Linked DNA regions of Mus musculus: regions 2 and 3 are each linked to region 1. A link is a contact called in public HiChIP or PLAC-seq and promoter capture Hi-C data. All regions are on one chromosome and are shown on one strand. Each heading gives the region's core, a stretch centred on a gene start, on an enhancer-like site or on the middle of the called end of the contact. The rest is flanking DNA. Distances are from core to core; before and after follow the strand shown. Region 1 holds the start of Rhbdd2 (rhomboid domain containing 2). Region 2 holds the start of Upk3bl (uroplakin 3B-like). Region 3 holds the start of Upk3b (uroplakin 3B).

Region 1 (4,614 bases), core at 1,363-3,862:
TCTCTCCAACCCTCCTCTGTTTAGATTTTAATACTGACCTACCTCACTAGGCAGTCTGAGGGTTAATTAATTGTGACAGCTTCAGGGTAGGCTGAGGGTCCCACTTAACACTCTGTGTGGCAGTCTCCTTAGCTGTAATTCTGGCCTCTCCTTCCATAGAGGCTGTTCGGGGGAAGAAAAAAGGAACCATGAATTATAACGACCATAAAATTATAAAATTGTCACTAATAATTACATAGATTAAGTAAGGGTCTTCTTAAAGAGTGCTTTCGGAGTTTTACAGGGGCAGCCAAGATTTATATACCATAAAATAGCAAGGAAAGTCCTTTTCTCTCTCTCTCTGCAGTGAGACAAGGTCTCCCTATGCAGCCCTATCTGGTGTATACATTGCTGTGTAGACTAGGCTGGTTCCTGGGGGCTGGGATTATAGGTGTAAGACACCACATCGAGCCTCTTTTGGGGATACAAGGTTTTGATATGTAGCCCAGACCAGCTGCGAACTCACAATCTTCCTGCCTCAGCCTTTTGAGTGCTGGGACTACAAGTGTCTGCCATATTTGGTTTATACTCTTCCCCCCAATACAAGTAATGGCTAACATACATACTTTACATTTTTATATGTCTTTATTTGTGGGTATATGGGAGTACATGATCAGAGAAAAACCTTCAGAAGTTCTACCACGTAGGTCCCCAGTTCTCACGATTGGTAGCAAGGTACTTACAGGGCTCTAATTTCTTTTCTTTCTTTCTTTCTTTCTTTTTTTTTTTTTTTTGAGACAGAGTCTTATTATATAGCCCTGGTTGTCCTGGAACTCCCTATGGAGACCAAGCTGGGCTCACTCTCAGAGACCCGCCTGCCTCCGCCTGCCTAGTGCTGGCATTAAAGGTACTGTTTCTCTGCCTGTTCATGGAGCCCATGCTCAGACAAATATGGTTAAGTGAGCATGGTGATGGGTGATGTATGTCTGTGTTCTAGTACTCAGAAGGGTGAGGCAGGAGGATCATGGCTCTGAGGCTACCCTGGACTACATAATGAAGCCTGGCCATACTGGTGTAAATAAATAGCAAGCCCCTTTGTTTCAAAGTAAACAAAACGAAAACAAAAAAACAAAACCAACAAAAACAAACAAAACAACAAAAACAAAAAACAAAAACCCAGAAAGAAAAAGAGTGCGTGCCTGTCTACACTGGCATTTAGCTGACTGTAAGTGCTACATGTATCCAAAAAAGGGGGAAAAGAAAATTTCAGCTTTAAGCAGGAAACCATTACATCCTATCAGAATATCTCCAGAAGTTTGGTTATTTGCTGGATATGTCCCAAATTGAAATTTTACTGGTAAATATGAAAAAATTCTACATACAACTCTCTAAGATTTAGGTAGCTGACGAGATGGCTCAACAGGCTGAGGTAGGTCCTGCCAATCCCAAAGACCCGAGTTTGATTCCCAGGACCCACATGGGGGAAGAAGAGAAAGACTCCGGTCAGGTTGTCCTCTGACTTTCACAAGAGTGCACACAAGCATATAAATAATGTGTCACATATGTATACCTCTATCTAAAGATGTGGAGATTATATACCCAAAGCCCTAGTTTTAAATCACCATACTAAAAACAAAGTGCGGGGCTCCTATCTCAATATTATGATGTGTTAGCTCTGCGAATCTCTGTATTCAACCTCAATTTCTGGTAAACAGGCAATTTAATATGGCCTGTCATGAAATCACAGCGAGGATTACATGAAATGAACGCGCAGGCCTCTGTTAACGTTAGAAGCAACAGGGATTTCCCAGGAAAGAATGAGGAAGAAACAAAGACTAAGAATCCTGTCTTTTACAAAGGGATGATTACCAGACTTAATTAGTTTGAGAAATTTCTCTCCTCTGAGAAAACAAACACTTTACCAGCTCCTTCTGTGAGCTGGGATTAGGAGTCAGGATTAAGGTAAAGACGCAGCAGAAAATTCTAGAGTCAAGAGGAAAAGCCATCCATTGGGTTGACAGTAGACAATTGTCACGATAAAGGTGAGAAACGTTTGGTTTGTTCCTGTGGGGCTCGGGCCGTCAGCAGATGGGGTTTGTGTTTATAAAACGTGAATGGCTTAGGAAGTGTGTTCACCCTCGAGATCAAAGAATGAATGGATCTGGGGTAACATGGAAGGGGGCGATTGTGGGTAGAGAAGGAGTTGGCGGAAATGATCCGGCTTTGGACAAGACATGCTGGAGCTCCAAGTGGGGAGAATGGTGGTGGGCACGGAGGTCTGGGGTTGGCTGGCAGTGAGGCTGGAGATCAGGGACCGGGGAGTCTGCGGGCTGAGGAAGCGCGCCATCCCCGCCCCGCCTCTTCTCACCTTGCCAGTTGCGCAGGGCCTCGGAGCGCAGAGACAGCCCCGAGGGCGCCAGAGGCGGCTGCAGCAGGAACAGGCGGGGGCCCGACACCAGCAGCGAGAGCAGGGCGGTGAAGAATGTGGCGGAGGGCACCTCGGGACACGAGCACCAGAAGCGACTCGCGGGGCCCGGGGCCGCCATGGCCGCGAGCCCTTCCAGCGTGCGGCCTCGGTACTCCCCGCCTCCCTCCTCAATTTCCGCCTCCTTGCGGCGGTCTCCCCTGGCAACAGCGGAAGACTGGCCTCTCCTCAAGCACCGCCCCATGGGGGGGTGGGGGTGGGGGAAGGCCCAATCCCGTGGAGTCCTCCGCTCTTACCCGCCCAAAGGAGGCCGGGAGTTGTAGTTCCAGCTTACCTACGGGTGTTGTGCGGGCTGCCGCCTCAGGAGTATTCTTGCCTAGACCTCAGCTTCCTTCTTCTTGATTTTTAATTAAAAACAAACAAACAAACAAACAAACAAACAAGCAAAACCAAAAAAACATTTGATTACATCTGTTTGAGTGTGAGAGAGGGGCATGTGCGTGCAACGCGCGTGGAGGGTAGATGAAAACTTAAGGTTGAGTTTATCATCTCCTTCCACCTCTGGGTCCTGGGAATAGAACTTGGGTAATCAGGCTTGGCAGCAGTGCCTTTACCCACTGAGTCATCTCTTTAGCCCTTTTTATTTTTCTTTTTTTCTTTTCTTTTTTTTTTTAGATTTTATTTGCGTTTGGCTCAGTGAGAGAAGGTGTGGAGGTGCACACACAAACACCTTTACTCTCAGCCATCTCAAAGGCTCCCTTTAAAAATTTTAATCAACCTATATTTATTATACCAAGTAATGGTTTCATTATGGCATTTTCTTACATGTGTATAATGTACTTTGATCATATTTTATCGGGGCTCCATTACCCCCTCTTGCCTTCCCATCTTAGTTTCTCTTTTGCTTCCATGTTTCTTTTCTTTTCTCTTCTTTCCTTCTTTCTTCCTTCCTTTCTTTCTTTCTTTCTTTCTTTCTTTCTTTCTTTCTTTCTTTCTTTCTTTTTAAATTTTTGCGACCCAGTGAGTTTCATTAAAGTCGCTTTCAGGAGCAAATGTCTCTCCTCCCAACAGCCATTAACTACTAGTAGATCCTCATTGAGGGAGAGGGGTCTTGAAAAACATTTCTTCCTCTTGCTTTTGGCTTTTACACAAATTTGACTCTGAACTCTGGGTCTCCATCTCCAGAAAGCAGGGATTTTAGATGTGCACCACCTCCCTCAGTTTATGCAGTAATGAGGCTCGAACCCAGGGACTCCAGCATGCTACCAACTGAACTATGCTTTCAGCCGGGTCCTTCTCACTGTAATGGTATGACGTCGTGAGGACCACGGAGCCCTATTCTCCCACAGACTTGTGTTTGTCTCTGTCCTGCCAAAGAGGAAACTGAGTCTATGGGGATCCCTGAGGGATACAGTTCAATAGCAAAGAAAGAATTAAAACTTGGTTCTTCCTGCCTGAATTGGCCAAGAAGACAGAGCCAGCACTTTCTGGAGCTGGACTGGAGATAAAGTAAGAGGAGGCGGGGAAGGAGACAATTGAAGGGACACTAGAGCTACTATACATGCGCTATGAGCGTACGCCATGACGCTTTTGCTAAACTTTGCTTTAGCCTTTTGCAGTTTGAAAAGCGCTTCCTGCAGAGCAAAGCTATTTCTGGTGAACAGCTAGAGTATCCTTTGTGAGCTACAAGTGCTTTAGCAGGTGAGGTAGCTTCCCGACCAAGTCGCGGGTGAGAAGAGTCAGGAAATTGAATCCCAGTTTGCTGGGTCCCAGGGGGCGACATCAAGATATTCCTTTTTCAATATGTTCAGTTTTGGCAGTACTGGGCAGCCTACAGCCTAGTGCATGAAAGGTTAAGAGGTCTATCACTGAACTACAGCCCCATTCCTCCTCCCCAATATTTATGTATGCATTATATACATATATACGGTATATACATATACTTTTGAAAAATAATCAGATGTAATCAAGAAACCATCCATTTGATAAGCCCATTGAATCCACCATCCCAAGAAAAAAACTAATAGCTTTGCTTGCATAACACCTACCACTAGGGGGCAGCAGGGGTTATAGACACCTGATAGAAATAATGAGAGAATTTTAAACAGTGGGGAGGAATACAGGGAGATACACAGCTTGGGACCTGAGTTTGACCCCATGGATCCACGTGATGGATGGAGAGAGCTAGAGAGCCGACTTCTGTAATCTGT
Region 2 (4,614 bases), core at 775-3,274, 420 kb before region 1:
ACTGTGTCACTGGGGTGATGGACAAGGAATGGCAGGTAGACAGAGGGAGGCACAGGAGGCTCAGATTCAGGGCATCCAGAACCCTAGGCTGGGCTTGTCCAGAGGCTCTGGGTTTCCCTCCTGTTTGTGGTCCACACGTTTGTTTGACAGGAATGAACAGGAGCTGGAGAGACGAGTCCAAAGCAAAGTGCTAACCTCCCAAACATGAAAACATGAGTTTAGCCCAGAACCCATGTCAAAAGCCAAGCACAGTGTGGGACGTCCATGGGGTGCCTGTAATTCCAGAGATAGTGAGATGGGAGGCAGGGACAAGAGAACCCCTCAATCTTCCATCCTCGCCATGATCATGTGATCAGCATTCATGTCAGCCCTCATCCCTGTGTCCCTCTCAGAGCTACACGGCTTCATATGCCATGAGGACTTCAAGGAAGCACTATGGCTCTGCCCAGCTTTGTGGCGGGTGGAAGGGAGCTCTGCCCTCCCCTCAGTCCCCCCCCGCCGAGGACGGAACCACAGTATACCACCAAGTCCAAGCCCCTAACGCTGGGACAATTTGGAAGGATGACGTGGGCTTTTGTGCAAGTTTTATATCAGTTCAGGGTTGAGAAGAGATGGCTCAGTGGAAAAGCAGTTGCCCTGCAAGCTTGAGGGCCTACGTTCTAGTCCCCAGCACCCACATACACAGCCAAGTGTGCTGGCACACACATACAATCCCAGCTATATGGGGACAGTCAGGTCCCTGGACACTGACACCTGAGGTGGTCCTGCTGGTCCTCTGAGCTTCACAATGTGCTGGGCACTGACACAGCTGTATAAACACTTTTGAAATTTAATTTTGGGCTGGAAAGATGGCTCAGAGTTTTAAAAGAACTGGCTGCTCTGCCAGAGGTTCTGAGTTCAATTCCCAGCAACCACATGGTGGCTCACAACCATCTGTAACGCCCTCTTTGGCATGCAGATGTACATGAAGACAGAGCACTCTTATACATAAAATATATAAATAAGTCAGTCTTTAAACTTAATTTCTAGGCCAGGTGTGGTGGTACATGCCTTTAATCTCAGCGTTCGACAGGCAGAGGCAGATGGATCTCTGCTAGTTCGAGACCAGCCTGGTCTACAGTGATTTCCAGAACAGCCAGGGCTATGTACAAAGACCCTGTCTCAAAAACAAAATTCCTATAAAATTAATCATGACATGAAGAACCATATAGAGGGATTAAAGCACTGGGATGTTTGAGAGGCTCGGCTTCAACTCTGCTGTCTGAGCCATTAGGTGCCTCACTGGGAAAGGCACTGCTGCCAAGTCTGATGACCTGAGTGCCGTTTCCAGGTTCTATTAACGGAAATCTCAAAATTTGTCCTCTAACCTCCACATGAGCATCAGAGCATGCATTCACCACACACACATACACGCACACACACACTGTCCTTTGTCCTACCTCAGAAGACTAGGGTATCCTGTAGACAGTAGGTAGTTGATTTTTTTTTTTTTTTTTTTTTTTTGTTTTTTGTTTTGTTTTTAATCTGAGGGAAGAGGAATTGGAGGCATGGAGAGAAGAGGTTATTTAGGGACCATTGGTAAAAATGTAGGTGTGAGAAACAGAAGAGGAAAGAACAGTATCCTTGCTTTTCAGCTTAGGGACTGAGGGGCAGACACCCATCTGTCACCATGTGAGGTAGGCTGACTGCGGGAGGCATCCAGGAACCCAGTCCACAACCAAGGAAGGGGATCAGGAGGCACCCAAGCTCCAAAGGAAGTGTTCCATCCTACAGAGAGCACCCACCCCCACCCCAACCTCACTCACCCAGACCCGTCCCAGACTGGACACAAGTCAGCAGCAACAACAGGGGCATTCGCAGCACGGACTGTTTCCCGTGGGGCCCCATGGCTGGGCTGAGTTTCCAGCTGCTGTCCTTCCTTCCAGGTCCTCTACTGTGCAGCCCCAGCTGCTCTGTCCGCCTGGGCTGGGCTGCCTGAGGCTGCTCCCGGAGGCTGCTACTTTGGGGTCCTCCCTCCTCCCCTAAAACTGGTTGGACAGGTTCAGAGGCTGAGGCTATAGGCTCTGGGGGACTCAGCATCACTAGGGATGGGTCCAAAAAGAACGGACAGATGGAGGGAGACAAGTCAGAACACCTGCACCCGACTCCACAAGAGCCTGGGCTGGGAGGGGCCAGGTATGAAGCAGGCTGCTCTGGGTGTGGGCTACCCCATAAAGATCCTATCCTGCCTGCCCTGAGTCCTGGCCACTAGAGCACCTCACAGTCCCCTTGTGAGAGAGGGAGTCCCTTCACCTTCTAGACAGGCACACAGAAGGTAGGTGTCCCTCCAACATCACCCAGGCTGAAAGGCAAAGCCCTCAAACTCAGGATATAGCCAAGGATGACTCTGAATTCTTGGTGCTCTCTCCTGATTGCTGGGGTTAGAGGAGAACTCTGCCACAGCCAGCAAATCAAATCAAAGTGATAGATTGACAGTTTAATGGCTAATAGATAGATAGATGATAAGCAGAAGAAGTATAAATAGACAGGCAGACGGAGATAGGCTTAGTTGTATGTAGCTCAATGATAGAATTCTTTCCTGGCATGGCTCTGAGTGCCTTCCCCAGCATTGCAAATATATGTGTGTACATGTCTGTGATATATACATTCATACACACCCACATCATATACACATACACAATCTCTCTGTCTCCCTCTTTCTCTACCTCTCCCTCTCTCTGTCTCAGAAGTTGAAAGCAGTCATAAGACTTAATCCCAGTACTTGGGAGGCAGAGGCAGGCAGATTTCTGAGTTTGAGGCCAGCCTGGTCTACAGAGTGAGTTCCAGGACAGCCAGGGCTACACAGAGAAACCCTGTCTGAGGTGTGGGGACCAAAAATCAAAAAAATCAAAACAGAGCTGGAGAGCTGGCTCAGTGGTTAAGAGCACTGACTGCTCTTCCAGAGGATCTGAGTTTAATTCCGAGCAACCACATGGTGGCTCACAACCATCTGTAATGGGATCTGATGCCCTCTTCTGGTATGTTCCCACCTTGTTAACCGGGGTCTTTCTTGTTTCTGTTCTCATGCTGTGTCACACTCCAGGCTAACTGGACCACAAACTTCTGGATGTTTCTCCAAACCGCGCCCCCACCCCCACCCCTTTCAGCCTAGAAGTGCTGGGATTACAAATGTACACTGCTGTATCTGGCCTTTAAATTTCTTTTACTCATTGCTAATGTGTGTGTGTGTGTTTGTGTGTGTGTCTGTGTGTATATGTGTCTATGTCTCTATATGTGTGTCTGTGTGTCTGAGTATGTCTCTGTGTGTGTGTGTGTGTGTGTGTGTATGTGTCTATGTCTCTATATGTGTGTCTGTGTATCTGTGTATGTCTGTGTGTGTGTTTGTGTATATGTCTATGTCTGTGTATGTGTATGTCTCTCTGTGTGTGTCTGTGTGTGCCTGTGTGTGTGTCTGTGTATGTCTGTGTGTGTTTGTGTATGTGTCTAGGTCTGTGTGTGTCCGTGTATGTGTCTGTGTCTCTGTGTGTGTCTGTGTGTGCCTGTGTGTATATATATGTCTGAGTCTCTGTGTGTATGTGTCTGTGTGTGTGTCTGTTTATGTGTCTGTGTCTTTGTGTGTGTGTGTGTCTCTTTGTATGTGTGTCTGCGTATGTGTGTCTATGTGTGTGTACAGGCTCGCACACACTGTTCACATGCACACATCCCATGTTGCATATATGGAGGCAAGAGGGGACACTCTAGAGTCTGTTCTCTCCCCGCACCAGGCACAGTGGGAACACCTCAGTTCCTAGCAGTGGGAAGGCAGGCGTAGGAAGGCTGTTCACATCATGATGAACCAGGAAGCAGAAAGGGCTCAGGACAGATAACCTTCGAAGCCCTGCCTCTAGCGACCTATGTCTGCAGCTAGACTCCACCTCCACCATATCCCAAAACAGTGTCACCGGCTGGGACCAAGTGCTCAAGGCATGAGCCTATGGGGGACATTTCAGATTTAGTCTACAACATAGTAGCTGACTCTTTCTCCATTAAACAGAGGGCAAAGGCCAGACCTATTTAGCTCCCTCCAGTTTCTCCCCAGTGCTGGATCTAAGACCTGATCAATGGATTTGTCCAATAACTGATAATGTGGAAACTTATCTGCTCACTGTTTGGCTCAGGCCTGGGACTGCCGTTTTTATTTTACAGCATCAGATGGGTGACCGGAATAACAGGGCACCTTCTCTTCTGGGTCCCAGAAGCACCAAGCACCAGTGAGAGCCAGCGTGAGGAGAGTGGGTCCCAGATCCTCAAAGAGGCCAAGTAGTGGCCATACCAAGCCCCAGGGAATAGCCTGTCCCTTTTGACCTTTCTTACTGTGTACCTTCGGGGGTGACTCATAAGTTAGGTGGGGCTCCCCACTTGCTACCTCCTCTTAGGAGTTTAATCTTTATACTCCCAAAGACTCGCCCAACTCTGGATCACCAAACAAAGATGCAGCTGCACGGCAACCGTCAGGCCCACGGTCTCAGGAGATCCACAGCGAACTGTGTGCCTCCAAGGGTTGACCGGGCTTGCCTCACACCCTCCAAAGAGAGAGAGCCAAGGGCTTTGTCTGGGCTCAGAGAGAAAAAATAA
Region 3 (4,614 bases), core at 899-3,398, 410 kb before region 1:
AAGGTCTTAAGTAGTAGCTTATCTCAAATTCATTATGTACCTGCACCTGGCCTTGAACTCATGAACCTCCTTCCTCTGTCTCCAGTGCTGAGATCACATGAGTATGTCACTGCGATCAGCAAATTGAAAGATCTTTTGGGGGAAAGTTTTCAGTCAGCAATAATAATAAGTTTTCAGTCAGCGATTCAATAATCGCCTCATTGGCTATGACACCACTGCACAGAGCTGTCCGGTCTTTTTGAAACCTCACTATGCAAAGAAAGGAAACTGTGGCTAACAAAGGGGTGGAGCTATAGCTGGCCCTCATTCAGAAGAAGGGGGCAGGGTCTGAATCTTAGTCCAAGAAGTCCCACCTCCTTCCCTGAAGACACCCAATCCCAGGGCAGGGGCTCCTGACAACCCACCTGTAAGGGCCCTGGCTGGGGAGGGGGGCGTTGCAATAGGGTCGCTGGTAACAGCCAAAATCATTGCCCACCCGAAGCACGGGGACACCTCCACTGCCACCGGTCAGGTCCTCACATGGCAGCTGATCCAGGGACAGGGGTAATGTCATATAGTGGCCGTCAGTCAGCAGCTGTGGGAAGGTCGGGATCTTAGCAGCAGTCTGTGGGTTCTGAAAGTCCCTGGAGGCTGGAGGAAAAAGGGACAGATAGAGGCAAGAGCAGGCTGTGGCCCTGTTAGGTCTATTAATAAGATAGGCGCTTGTGGCCAAATCTGCCGACCTACGTTTGATCCCCAGGACCCACAGGTTGGAAGGAGAGACCTGACTCCCTCAAGCTGTCCTCTGAATTGCCCACGATCACGTCTGGACTGCTACATACAATAAATAAGCAAGTGCAAGACAGTTATTTTAAAGGAATAGAGAGCAGCGGACTGCTTCTGTCCCAGGAAGCGATCTGCAGAGGGCGTGACCCCACTTCCCCAGGTGACATAATGGGTCTCGATCCCCATCGGGGCTCCAACAACTCAGGATCACACATGAGATATTTACATTAAAAATTCGTATTGGTAGCAAAATTACAGTTATGAAATAGCAATGAAATAATTTTTTTGTTGGGGTGGGGGTCACCACAGCATGAGGAACTGCGTTGAAGGGGCGTCAGCATTAGGAAGGTTGTACTTGCCTAGCAATGCATAAACCCTGGCCTCTATCCCTGGTACCACATGGACTGGCATGGTTGTGCATGCCCACCGTCCCAGCAATTGGAAGGTGGAGGCAGTAAGCTCAGAAGTTTAAGGTCACCTGGGCTACAGCAGACCCTGTCTCAAAAAAAAAAAAAAAAAAAGGACAGGCTTTGCCCACCTTGTGCTCAACACATCCCTGGCTAATCTAATCTACAGTCCTGACCCTCACACCCAGAGACAAGGTCAATGTTACCATCCACCCAGATCCTCGGGTATCTCTTCTCAGCCCATGCCCTCACCCCAAGACCCCAAGTCCTCAGCACGCACCATTGCTGAAAGCCACCACTAGCCAGATGGTGTCCTTAGTTGAGACATGCTCATCAAAGACGCACCGAGGCTGCTCCAGAGAGAATGTAGTGGCTGTGATCTTCCCTTCCAGGTCCCAGGCTGTTATCTGCGGCACGTAGGCAATCAGGTCTATAGCCATGGGGGACAAAGGTGAGAATCGAGATAAGCACTGCTGTTCTGTGGGGCTCCCCCTCCCCTCCCCGATTCTCTCGGTCCAGGAGGTGTAATAGGTTCCCAGAACCCTAGGTTTGGCTAAGGGCATCCATTGCAAGAGCTCCACTCACCTAGACTCAGGCTTTGGGGGAGCCACACGAGCACCAGGAGAAGCAGGGGCGGCGGAGGGTGAGGCTGCCACCGCGTTCGCACCATGACTGCCACAGCACTTGATCAGGCCTGACCAGGCTTAGGGGCTGGTCCTGTCTCACCCCACCTCCGACACCTCTGGCCTACAGTTGCTGGTCACTTGGACTGCCAGGAGAACAGGAAAGACCTGAACCTATGAGCTCACCCCTCCCTGCTCCCAGCCCACCCCAGGGAGGGGCTCAGTGGGCTCCTGAACAGGGGCCCCACTCCAGAACTAAGGGAGAGGAGCCATTTAGGGTTGGCCTTCACGTGACCCCCCAGTCACCTCCATCCCAAAGCTGATGTCTAAATTGTGGTACCACCTTACTCCCTGGCCCTGGGAGGGAGACTCCCCTCCTCTATCTGGGCCCAGAACCACATGCCTAGGATTCCTGAACTCTGGGTGCCAGGAGCCACCCTCTGGCCATCCATCCTTATCCAGGAAGTGAGGAGAGGGGAGAGCCTGTGTGGTAGGCTGGCCCTGACCTAGTCCAGCCCCAAAGCAGCTCCCAGACACTGCCTGCCCTCCATGTAGCCTGTGCCCAAGGAGATATGTCTTCCCCAGCTCGGAATGTCCGTTCCTTCTCCAGTGGAAGCACTAGTCCTCCGAAAGGACGGGACAGCCTTTGGTGACTGACAAACATTTTGTTTATACAAACCCTACAAGTCCTTTTTGTTTGTTTGTTTTGTTTTGTTTTGTCGAGACAGAGTTTCTCTGTGTAGCCTTGGCTGTCCTGGAACTCACTTTGTAGACCAGGCTGGCCTCGAACTCAGAAATCTGCCTGCCTCTGTCTCCTGAGTGCTAACCCTACGAGTCTTATTCTATGTCGTTTTAAGTTTGTTTGTCTGTTTTTGAGACAGGTTCCCATGTAGTACAGACTAGCCTCAAACTCACTATATAACAGAAGATGACTTTTGAACTCTTTTTTTTTTTTTTCTTTTTTCCTTTTTTGGTTTTTCCAGACAGGGTTTCTCTGTGTAGCCCCGACTGTCCTGGAACTCACTCTGTAGACCAGGCTGGCCTTGAACTCAAAGGTCCACCTGCCTCTGCCTCCCAAATGTTGGGATTAAAGGCGTGTGTCTCTCTCTGCCTGGCAGTCTTTGAACTTTTGATGCCCCTGTGATCACAGATAGGCACTGCTAGCTTCTGCAAGCAACCTGGCAACCAAACACACACACACACACACACACACACACACACACACACACACACACACCCGCTATAAGACCCACAGACCAGTGACCCTGTGTGTGTGTATGCTTTTCAAACAGATCTTGCTAAGAATCTCTGGCCAACTAGGAATTCTTGCTGTGTAGTCCAGGCTGGCCTTGAACTCATGATCTTCTTGCCACCTTTTTCCAAATTCTGGGATTCATGTGTGCACTACTACAGCAGCATGAATGTGCCTTTTTTGTTTGTTATTGAAGACCTGGTTGGTACACAGTTCCTTGCATCCATGCTGATGTAGTCACCTTTCCATTGCTATGACAAAACACCATGCCCAAGGCGACTTATAAAAGAAGCATTTAGTTGGGCTTGCTGTTTGGAGGGTTAGAGTCCATGATGGTGGAGCAATGGCGTGGCAGTAGAAATACGCAAAAGCTCACATACTGATCCTCAAGTAGGAGATAGAAAGAAAACACTGGAAATGGCTTTAAAAACTCCAAAGTCCACCCCTAGTGACACACTTTCTCCAACAAGGCCACACCTCCTAACCCTTCCCAAACAGTTCTACCAAATAGGGACCAAGTATTCAAACATATGAGCCTATGGGGGAATTCTCATTCAAACTAACACACATACACACACACACACACACACACACACACACACACACACACACACACACACGCCTCCAACCCCTCCCTGGGGGATTCTAGTCAGGGGCTCTACCACTGAGCCTCACCCCAGCCCCTCCCTGGGGGATTCTAGGCAGGGGCTCTACCACTGAGCCACACCCTTAGCCCCTCACTGGGGGACTCTAGGCAAACACTACTGCTGAGTCACCCCTGAGCTGTTCATTAGGGTATTCCAGGCAAATTCTCTACAGCCCTAGGTTGGTGGTTTTCAGTATTTTCATAAGATTCACACTAGGGATAGCCCCTCAATAAGAGAACAATTGTCTGGCATTCATATGACCCTGGGTGTAGTCCCCTAACTACAAAAATAAATTAATTCAATTAAAAAGAAAGAAAAGATATTTATAAAGGTGTATGGCCATCAGTGCTAATGCCAAATCCCTTTCATTATCCCAAAGGGGAAGACTGCCTTAAACAGTTGATCCTTGGTCCTCCCCACTCCTCCACTGACTCCAGATCTACCTTCTGTCTCTCTGTACTTTGACTATAATGGACAGCTTACAGCAGTGGGTTTTACTGTTGGGCTGAGGGACTAAAAACTGAACGCAGGACTTAGAGCACACCAGGCAAACATTCCTTATAGCTCTAATCCCGGTCCTCTATTTTTTTCTATTTTTATTTTTTAGTGTTGGGGAATTTAGAGCTTTGCATTTGCTGGGCAAGCACTCTACCATTGGGCTAAATCCTCATGCTCAAAGAACAGCCACAAACCTTAAGACAAAAATGTCCACCGCGAATTGGACCCAGGTTTCTCTGGCATATTAGGGGGTGACAGTCCCACCCCTCTCCTTCCTCTTTAAATTTTAAAGCAGGGTTTCTTTGAACTGGCCACGCTGGGCTGTAAACTCACTCTGTTACCCAAGCATGACCTTGAACTTGCATCCCTCCTGCCACAGCCTTAGAGAACACAGAGCTCAGCTCGTGGACCTGCACACCCAG

The links. Promoter capture Hi-C pulls out the DNA fragments that hold promoters and counts their contacts. HiChIP or PLAC-seq counts read pairs in DNA pulled down with a chosen protein or histone mark.
Region 2: a CTCF HiChIP or PLAC-seq map of the NIH/3T3 cell line shows a contact between it and region 1, with 5 read pairs. The contact joins the promoter of Upk3bl here to the promoter of Rhbdd2 in region 1. A contact is called at or near these places in 1 of 39 promoter capture datasets (the SN4741 cell line) and 1 of 15 datasets of contacts at CTCF or cohesin (the NIH/3T3 cell line).
Region 3: a promoter capture Hi-C map of the SN4741 cell line shows a contact between it and region 1, with 2.8 times the contacts expected there. The contact joins the promoter of Upk3b here to the promoter of Rhbdd2 in region 1. A contact is called at or near these places in 1 of 39 promoter capture datasets (the SN4741 cell line) and 1 of 9 other capture datasets (embryonic stem cells).

Annotation. Positions count from the first base shown.
Region 1 is chr5:135,630,652-135,635,265 of GRCm38.p6, reverse strand. Rhbdd2 (rhomboid domain containing 2) reads right to left here and starts at 2,612. Exons shown (of 4, transcript NM_146002.2): 1 at 2,348-2,612. The coding sequence starts at 2,525.
Region 2 is chr5:136,054,677-136,059,290 of GRCm38.p6, reverse strand. Upk3bl (uroplakin 3B-like) reads right to left here and starts at 2,024. Exons shown (of 6, transcript NM_001359361.1): 1 at 1,806-2,024. The coding sequence starts at 1,887.
Region 3 is chr5:136,036,030-136,040,643 of GRCm38.p6, reverse strand. Upk3b (uroplakin 3B) reads right to left here and starts at 2,148. Exons shown (of 6, transcript NM_175309.4): 1 at 1,758-2,148; 2 at 1,453-1,602; 3 at 405-630. The coding sequence starts at 1,842.